Regions from separate parts of the Mus musculus genome. Here region 1 is linked to region 2. The links are chromatin contacts, called in public promoter capture Hi-C maps. All regions are on one chromosome and are shown on one strand. The core of a region is the stretch at or near the end of the contact, and the rest is flanking DNA. Distances in the headings are between cores, read along the strand shown. Region 1 holds the start of Rpain (RPA interacting protein). Region 2 holds the start of Myh10 (myosin, heavy polypeptide 10, non-muscle).

What was found. Promoter capture Hi-C pulls out the DNA fragments that hold promoters and counts their contacts.
Region 1: a contact with region 2 is called in a promoter capture Hi-C map of liver, with 5 times the contacts expected there. The contact joins the promoter of Rpain here to the promoter of Myh10 in region 2. A contact is called at or near these places in 2 of 39 promoter capture datasets (both in liver) and 1 of 9 other capture datasets (liver).

Annotation. Positions count from the first base shown.
Region 1 is chr11:70,968,613-70,971,993 of GRCm38.p6, reverse strand. It overlaps Rpain (RPA interacting protein), which reads right to left and starts at 1,795. Exons shown (of 7, transcript NM_027186.3): 1 at 1,407-1,795; 2 at 60-230. The coding sequence starts at 1,487. Nup88 (nucleoporin 88) reads left to right here and starts at 2,021. Exons shown (of 17, transcript NM_172394.3): 1 at 2,021-2,345. The coding sequence starts at 2,043.
Region 2 is chr11:68,690,640-68,693,952 of GRCm38.p6, reverse strand. It overlaps Myh10 (myosin, heavy polypeptide 10, non-muscle), which reads right to left and starts at 2,038. Exons shown (of 41, transcript NM_175260.2): 1 at 1,771-2,038.

The DNA of each region.
Region 1 (3,381 bases), core at 546-3,045, 2.3 Mb before region 2:
GTCACCAGACGCTCCTCATGGAGTCAGTGGTCTCCTAGCTACAGAGATCCTTGACTGACCTGAAGCAAGGCCTCCGGACAATTCTCCACAGACTGCAAAGAAGCCCACTCTTCCTCCATTACTTCTTGCACAAGAAGTCTGTCTGAGGCTGTCCCCGGCGTGCTACCTGCAGCCTGGCGATATTTGTTCAGGAGCCTGTGCCTGCTGTTTCTCATTCTCTCCAGACATCCCTGGGGAGGTAAGGGAGGGCAGTATTGGTTAAGAAGAAAAACATCAATTCCACTAAAAAGAAAACCCTCCAATTAGTCAGTAAAAATATAAGAAAATTCAAGATGCAAAATTTCATAGCCTCAAGTCCTCCACACACAGATGGGTTACATTACACACATTCCTATATTTCATATTTTATCTTATAAGAAGACAGTTGGATACACAGGAACTGTATCCACAGACTAACTTCAGACATTTATATGGCTTCTAAATTCCTGGAATTGTACAAATGGCTATAGTAATGGTCTTCTTGTAAAATAGTACTTTACAACCCTGGTATGGGTTTTTAATTTTTTTTCCTGTGTCTATGTGTGTGCCTGTATGAGTTTATGTGCACCACACCAGTGCTGATGCACACCAGGGCCAGAAGATGGCAATAGACCACTTGGAACTGGAGTTACAGCCATCGGGTCTGCTACTGAAACATAAGGACTCTTGAGCCATCTCTCCACCCCCAACTCGGGACAGTTTTTGTTCCCAAGTGGTTGTCACAGCTCTGCTTGAAGAACTGCTACTGACTGGTGCCATTTAGTAGGTGGAGAGACCAAGGCTGCTGCATCTAAGTGTTCTACATTGTACAGAACCACCTCCCATAATAGAACGTTCTCCTTCGAAACGTCAGCACTCACTGTTGAGAAACACTACTCCACACAACATGTTCAGCATGAAGATTGTTTTTCTGGGTGGTTCTTCTGGAATACACCCACCCTTTTGAGACTGCTGAACAGGGAGATAAGCTGCTTCTTAGAAGGAACTACTTGAGTTCGGAAGAAGGCGGAGCTTAAGTTCAACTCTCCTAACCGTGTCTGATGTTCTTCAGGAGAGAAATAACTTCTATCTCACGTGACGTATACATACGGAGTGCTTCCCTCTGTAACCGAACGTTAGGTGGTGGTGTTGCTACTGCTGTCATGACTCTTAAAATATGAAACAAAGTCGAATCCTAGGATAGCATAACACCTACGCCGGCCAACAGCCCGGGCGGCGGCCGGGACCCAATCCTATAGCAAGAGATCCACCTCGCTGGCCAGGCACACCGGGCACCTGCTCCACAACCAGTGCTGAAGCGAGCACACCGAGGACAGAGGTCCTTGGGAAGATTAGGGAAGTGATGACAACCCAAACTTCACACTCACCTGCCTGAAAGTTTCTTTCCAGTGGGGCGAGCCCACCTGCTTGTACAACAAGCGGTGCGGAGACCCCGAGGACTCTGCCATCTCCTCCCTTAGCGGGAAACAGCGCCCAAATCACCGCCCCTTAGCCGCGCGCAAAGGATTCTGGAAGTTGTAGTCTCGGCGCAGTCTGTCTGTACTTCAGGCCGCCGGGCTTTCTTGGAATTGTATCTAGTTTCTATCCCCTCACAGTGACAGATTTAGGGGAATCCGAGGATAGATGAAGCAGTGACAGTTGAGAAGTAAACACCACCCGGGCTGAGGGAGGTGAATCTTGAGAGAAAGTTCTGGGTTTACCCAGAGGAAGTTGTCCAGTAGACAATCAGACACACATCTCTCATCCTTAACGCTACCCCCTCACTGGCCCAGCAGCAGCCCCAAAGCGATCCTTACACTCCACTCCGCCCCGCCCCGCCCCGCCCACCTTGGCTTCAACCCGCGGCCCTGTCTATCCTCTAGCGATTCTTTCTTATTGGGCCAACTTCTCGAGATTCCTACACTTTGATAGGCTGAAGCTGTGAAGTGCTGGCCGCGGATTGGCTACGCACAGCAGCGGGCTTCGTTTCCTCCCGCCCCTCAATCCTGAGCTGTTAGTTCAAGATGGCGGCTGCCGTGGGGCCCTTGGGCGATGGGGAGCTGTGGCAGAGCTGGCTTCCTAACCACGTCGTGTTCTTGCGGCTCCGCGAGGGCGTAAGAAACCAGAGTCCAGCCGAAGCGGAGAAGCCAGCGGCTTCGACTTCACCCTCGTGCCCGTCTCTGCCGCCGCATTTGCCGACGAGAAACCTGGTCTTCGGCCTCGGAGGGGAACTGTTTCTGTGGGACGCAGAAGGCAGCGCCTTCTTGGTGGTTCGCCTTCGAGGCCCCAGCGGTGGTGGCGTGGAGCCTCCTCTCTCCCAGTATCAGGTGCGCCGGTCCATCGTGAAAGCAATCAGCCTTTTGGTTCGTTGGCGGACCTGGGCTGGCGTCTTTTGGGAACGCCCCACTTCGAGTGGAATGACCCCGCTTTGTAGCTCAATCTGGTCTGGAATCACTATGTAGCCCAGGCTAGCCAGGAACTCCTGCCCCAGTCTCTGAGTGTTGAGATTACGGGTCTAAGTCATTTATAAACACCAAAACAGAGGCTAGGCCTGTGTGTGTGTCCAGCACCTGACATAAACCTAGAGCATGCACAAGCTCCGTAATATCTGTGATTTGCTTCGGTGGGGGTGGAGGGGTTTGTTGAGACAGGGTTAACAGCCCTGGTTGTTCTGGAACGCACTCTGTAGAGCAGGCTGACCTCATTAACAGAGATCTGGAGGATCCTGATCAGAGCTAGGATTAAGCCATGTGCTGCCACTGCCCAGTTCTACAACAGGCATTTAAAGACATGGGCCTACAGATTTAAAAGCAATTAGAAATATTATTATATTCAAAAGAAATCCTTATTTAAAAGGATTTTTGGCTTAGTATAATTCTCCATACTAAGGTAAATAATATATTGATGGTCTCATCATTATTTACGAATAATAAAAAGAAATTAGAAATCTAAAATGGTCATGAGAAAAGAAATAGGAAGTACCAGGGTGAGAGTATTTTTGAGGCTATATGATGCTATGACAAATTATTGAAACTCCCTTAAACTATCACTCTTTTATATTAAGTCCACGTAGATGAAGCAGTACTGCTTGCTGCAAGGCGCTTGAAGGTAATCTAGGGCCTTACCTGTGACCTTGGGTGACCTGGAGCTCAAACAGAGCCACCTGCACCTTATCTGGTGCTGGGAATAAAGGCGTGAACCTTTACACTTGGCCTGAAGCTCTTCCTTTCTCTACAGTACAGTTATAAGATGGTAATCTGTTGATACTTCCGAGTTTATGTATTTACTGGGTATCAAGAGTCTGCTTGAGGCCAGGAACACAGAAGAAAAATCTCAAGTAGCGCCTACTGGGTTATGTCAGGG
Region 2 (3,313 bases), core at 789-3,288:
GAAGGGGAGAGTCTTTCACCCTACAACGTGCCCTTCAAATTCTCCTCCATCTCCCTCTCTATCCAGTCTCTTCATTGTCATGATTTCCCTACGGAGCCCCAATACATAGCCCAGCACTCACAGGTCACCTCCTTTTGCCGCAAAAGCGTGTGGTATATCACACAATTGCACCATATGCTTTCTGCCGATAAGGACGGGAAGAACGGAATTTAAGATGCAGAAGTAAAGAGATACATAAAATGGCCACTTTTCCAAAACCGGAGACAGACAGGGCATACTTAAACATCAAATGCACGGGGCTACAAGAATAGTTAATTGAGGCAGATTAATATAGGAGATGGAACAATGAATAGATTATAAAGTTTTCCAGAGTCAGATACTATCAGGAATAATTAAACCTCACCCAAACCATCCTTAGTTTCAATGTTTGAAAAAAATAAAATCAAAATCTTAGCATAGCTAAAGTATTATATTTAGTATTATTTTATTCAGCAAAAACAGCAGTCTTTGTTCCATCCGCAGTCTGGATCTACTCCGCCTGCTTTTCCCTTACCCCACCCCAATCTACCCCACCCCCTTCCATCCACCGCAGTGATCTTGAAGAGAGCTGCAGAGGCCCCAAGAAACAAGAGATAACGGTCGTAGGCAGAGACCCCGTTACCCAAACCTCACCAGTTCAGGTCAGACGCACCGACTGGCCACCTCCTAAGGCCCCAGTTCCCAGAGAGGCCTGACTGGGGGCCTCTCGGGTCCCTGGGCCGCATCCGCCCACCAAAGGCCCACAAAGCCCCGCCAACGCCAAGGACTCCACAGCTTCAACTTCCCTCCGACCCAAATCCACTTCGATTTTATAGGATCAGAGTATGACACCCTAACTACAGAAGGCTAGGGAGAGATTCTGCGGCGAGCCATTACCAGATCACTTACACAATAAAGCGATCCAGAGGCGACGGCTGACCCTCCCCCCGGCCGCTCCGCTACAACGCGCCCGGGCCACATTTCCCGCCTCGTTCTCCCCAACGGCCCAGGCCTCGCCCGGTGTCCACCTCCCGGTCCACCACGGTCCCCAGCGAGCGTGGCATGAGGTCTAGCTCCAGCCCTCCTTCCCGAGACCAGCTCTGGAGCCTCTCATCCGTCGCATGCTCCCAAGACCATGCAGTTTCAGGCCACTGGTCCCTAAACCGCACAGATCCAGGGTCCGCCTTCTGAGTCTTCGGAGAACCTTTCAGTCGCACCCGGGGAAATCTAACTCCACCTAACCCACGGTGCAACCCACCCAGGGTCCCCTTTCCTTCCTGGGCCCCCAGCACCAAGATCACATCCCAGGACTCAGTCCTCTCCTAAAAGGAGATAGACACGCCGGGCGCCTCCGGCCTCTTATTAGGGCACTCACCTCCCAACCCCACGCTTCCAGGGATCCAATGCAACCAGGAGTTGGTCCCTACATCCCCATCCCCAGATCTCCATTCTCATCCCTTTCAAGAGTCGTCCTCACGTATGACCTGGCCCTGATCCATGAAGAGGTCTCATTCTCAAGGACCCCATTTCCCACCCCTCCAGGGGTCTCTTCATCTCCATACACTGGGGTCTCGTCATCTCCACAAGCTCCGCTCTCCACTGCCCAGTCTCCCTTTCCCAGCTCCCGCCTGGGCTCCGTCTCTGTGCTCCAGGCTCGCCCAGTTCCCCAGCCCCGGTTCCTCCCCTCCTGTTCCCTCAACCGTCCCCACTCCCGGAACGCCGCACTCGGACCCGGGCAACTGCTCGTCTCACCTTCAGCCGAAGATGGTGGCGCCGGCACACGTCCCCAGCAGCGACCACAGATCCAGCGTCTCAATTCCAAACCCACCGCTGCCTCCGCCGGGCTCCTTTAGCACTGCTGCTCGCGCCTGCCCCACCCACTCCCACCCTCATTGGGCCATCTCCACGCCCATCACTGCCGCCCCCAGACCCACTGGTCGGTTTGCGCGCCCATCTCCCAGGAAAGACGTTAGCAACCCGAACGAAGCTACCTTCCCAAGTCCCGCTCCCTCCACCCACCTGGAATGATGCTCATTGGCTCCCGCTCCCGACCTAGACCCACAGACTCCCAATCTCATAGGCTGCTACTCACGCCTGTCAGAGACTCCGGGAGGTGCGGCCGGGGCAGTGGCGGGTGATTGGCTGACTCTGGAGGGAGATGGACAGCTGAAACTAGGAGCCTGGCGATCCCGCGAGGCAGAGATCGCCGATCTTGTTGGGGTGTGCGCGCTGCGCTAGTCAGGGCTGGGTGGACAGTGGGGCAGGTGTACCGCAGCACAAGTCACCAGCTCCCACTGGTCACGTCTCTCTATTGCGTCGGGCCGCCGCTGCAACCCACTCGAGCGTTCTGCGGCCCGTAGGCTTGCCGCAGCCACTGGGTCCCTCAGCGGGACCGGCTTTCGCCGAGGAATCGCCAGCTCCCGGAGCTGCCTGCAGGGGCGGGGCCGGAGCGCGGTCCTGAGGCCTGACGTCACCCTGGAGCTTCAGTGGGTGGGAGCCGCTGCTTGCGGCTCACCTGCAGTGGGGGAGGGGAGCCTCTCGGGCTGGGCGCTAAAGCTCTGTCCTGACCGGGCTGCAACCCTGTGGCGGCCGGAGTCCCCCCTTACTGATGCTTCCTTCCTCTCGTGACCCGCCGCAGTTGGATGTTTGCTTGCTCTGCCTCTTAGGCAGGGCTGAGATTCCAAAAATACGAGAAGCAAACGGGCCTGGCAGAGAAGACCAGAGAGCGACTTCATTTGTTCACTCACTCATTCATTCCAGCTCTCTATGGAAGAGGAACTGGGTAGGGCTTGCAGGATTCCTGTGCTGTTGTCATAGCCCCTAGGGCTAAAGAACCAGTGGTTCAAGTGCCTTAGAAAGGTTCATGGACCTCAGGTGGGAGTGGGCTTCCAAAATAAGGAAACTGGAAAATTGAAGTTAAAAAAAAAATGTAATGAAATGTCTGCAGAATCTAGTCAACTCTTAATTATACATGTATAAATATAATAAAGTAAAAAAATCACAAGAGCCAAATGGATTATTGTTCTTATAAAAAGATAAATATAAAATACTTTATTTTAAAACTGCCTCAGGATTTTATGTATTTAGTATTGTATATATGTGTGTGTTTTAATGGATACTTTGTAAATGCCTGAGAAACTTCTAGACTGATTTTTTTTTTTAAAGTGAGAAAAAAAATGAAAACAAGGCAGGAAGTGATAAGAAAGGGTTGGTGGAATTCAGAGAAATCTCCAAGGCAGCTGAATGCAGAGCCCTTCCGGGGGAAGTGAGAATTCTTTGTCCTTTGTCCAGGTGC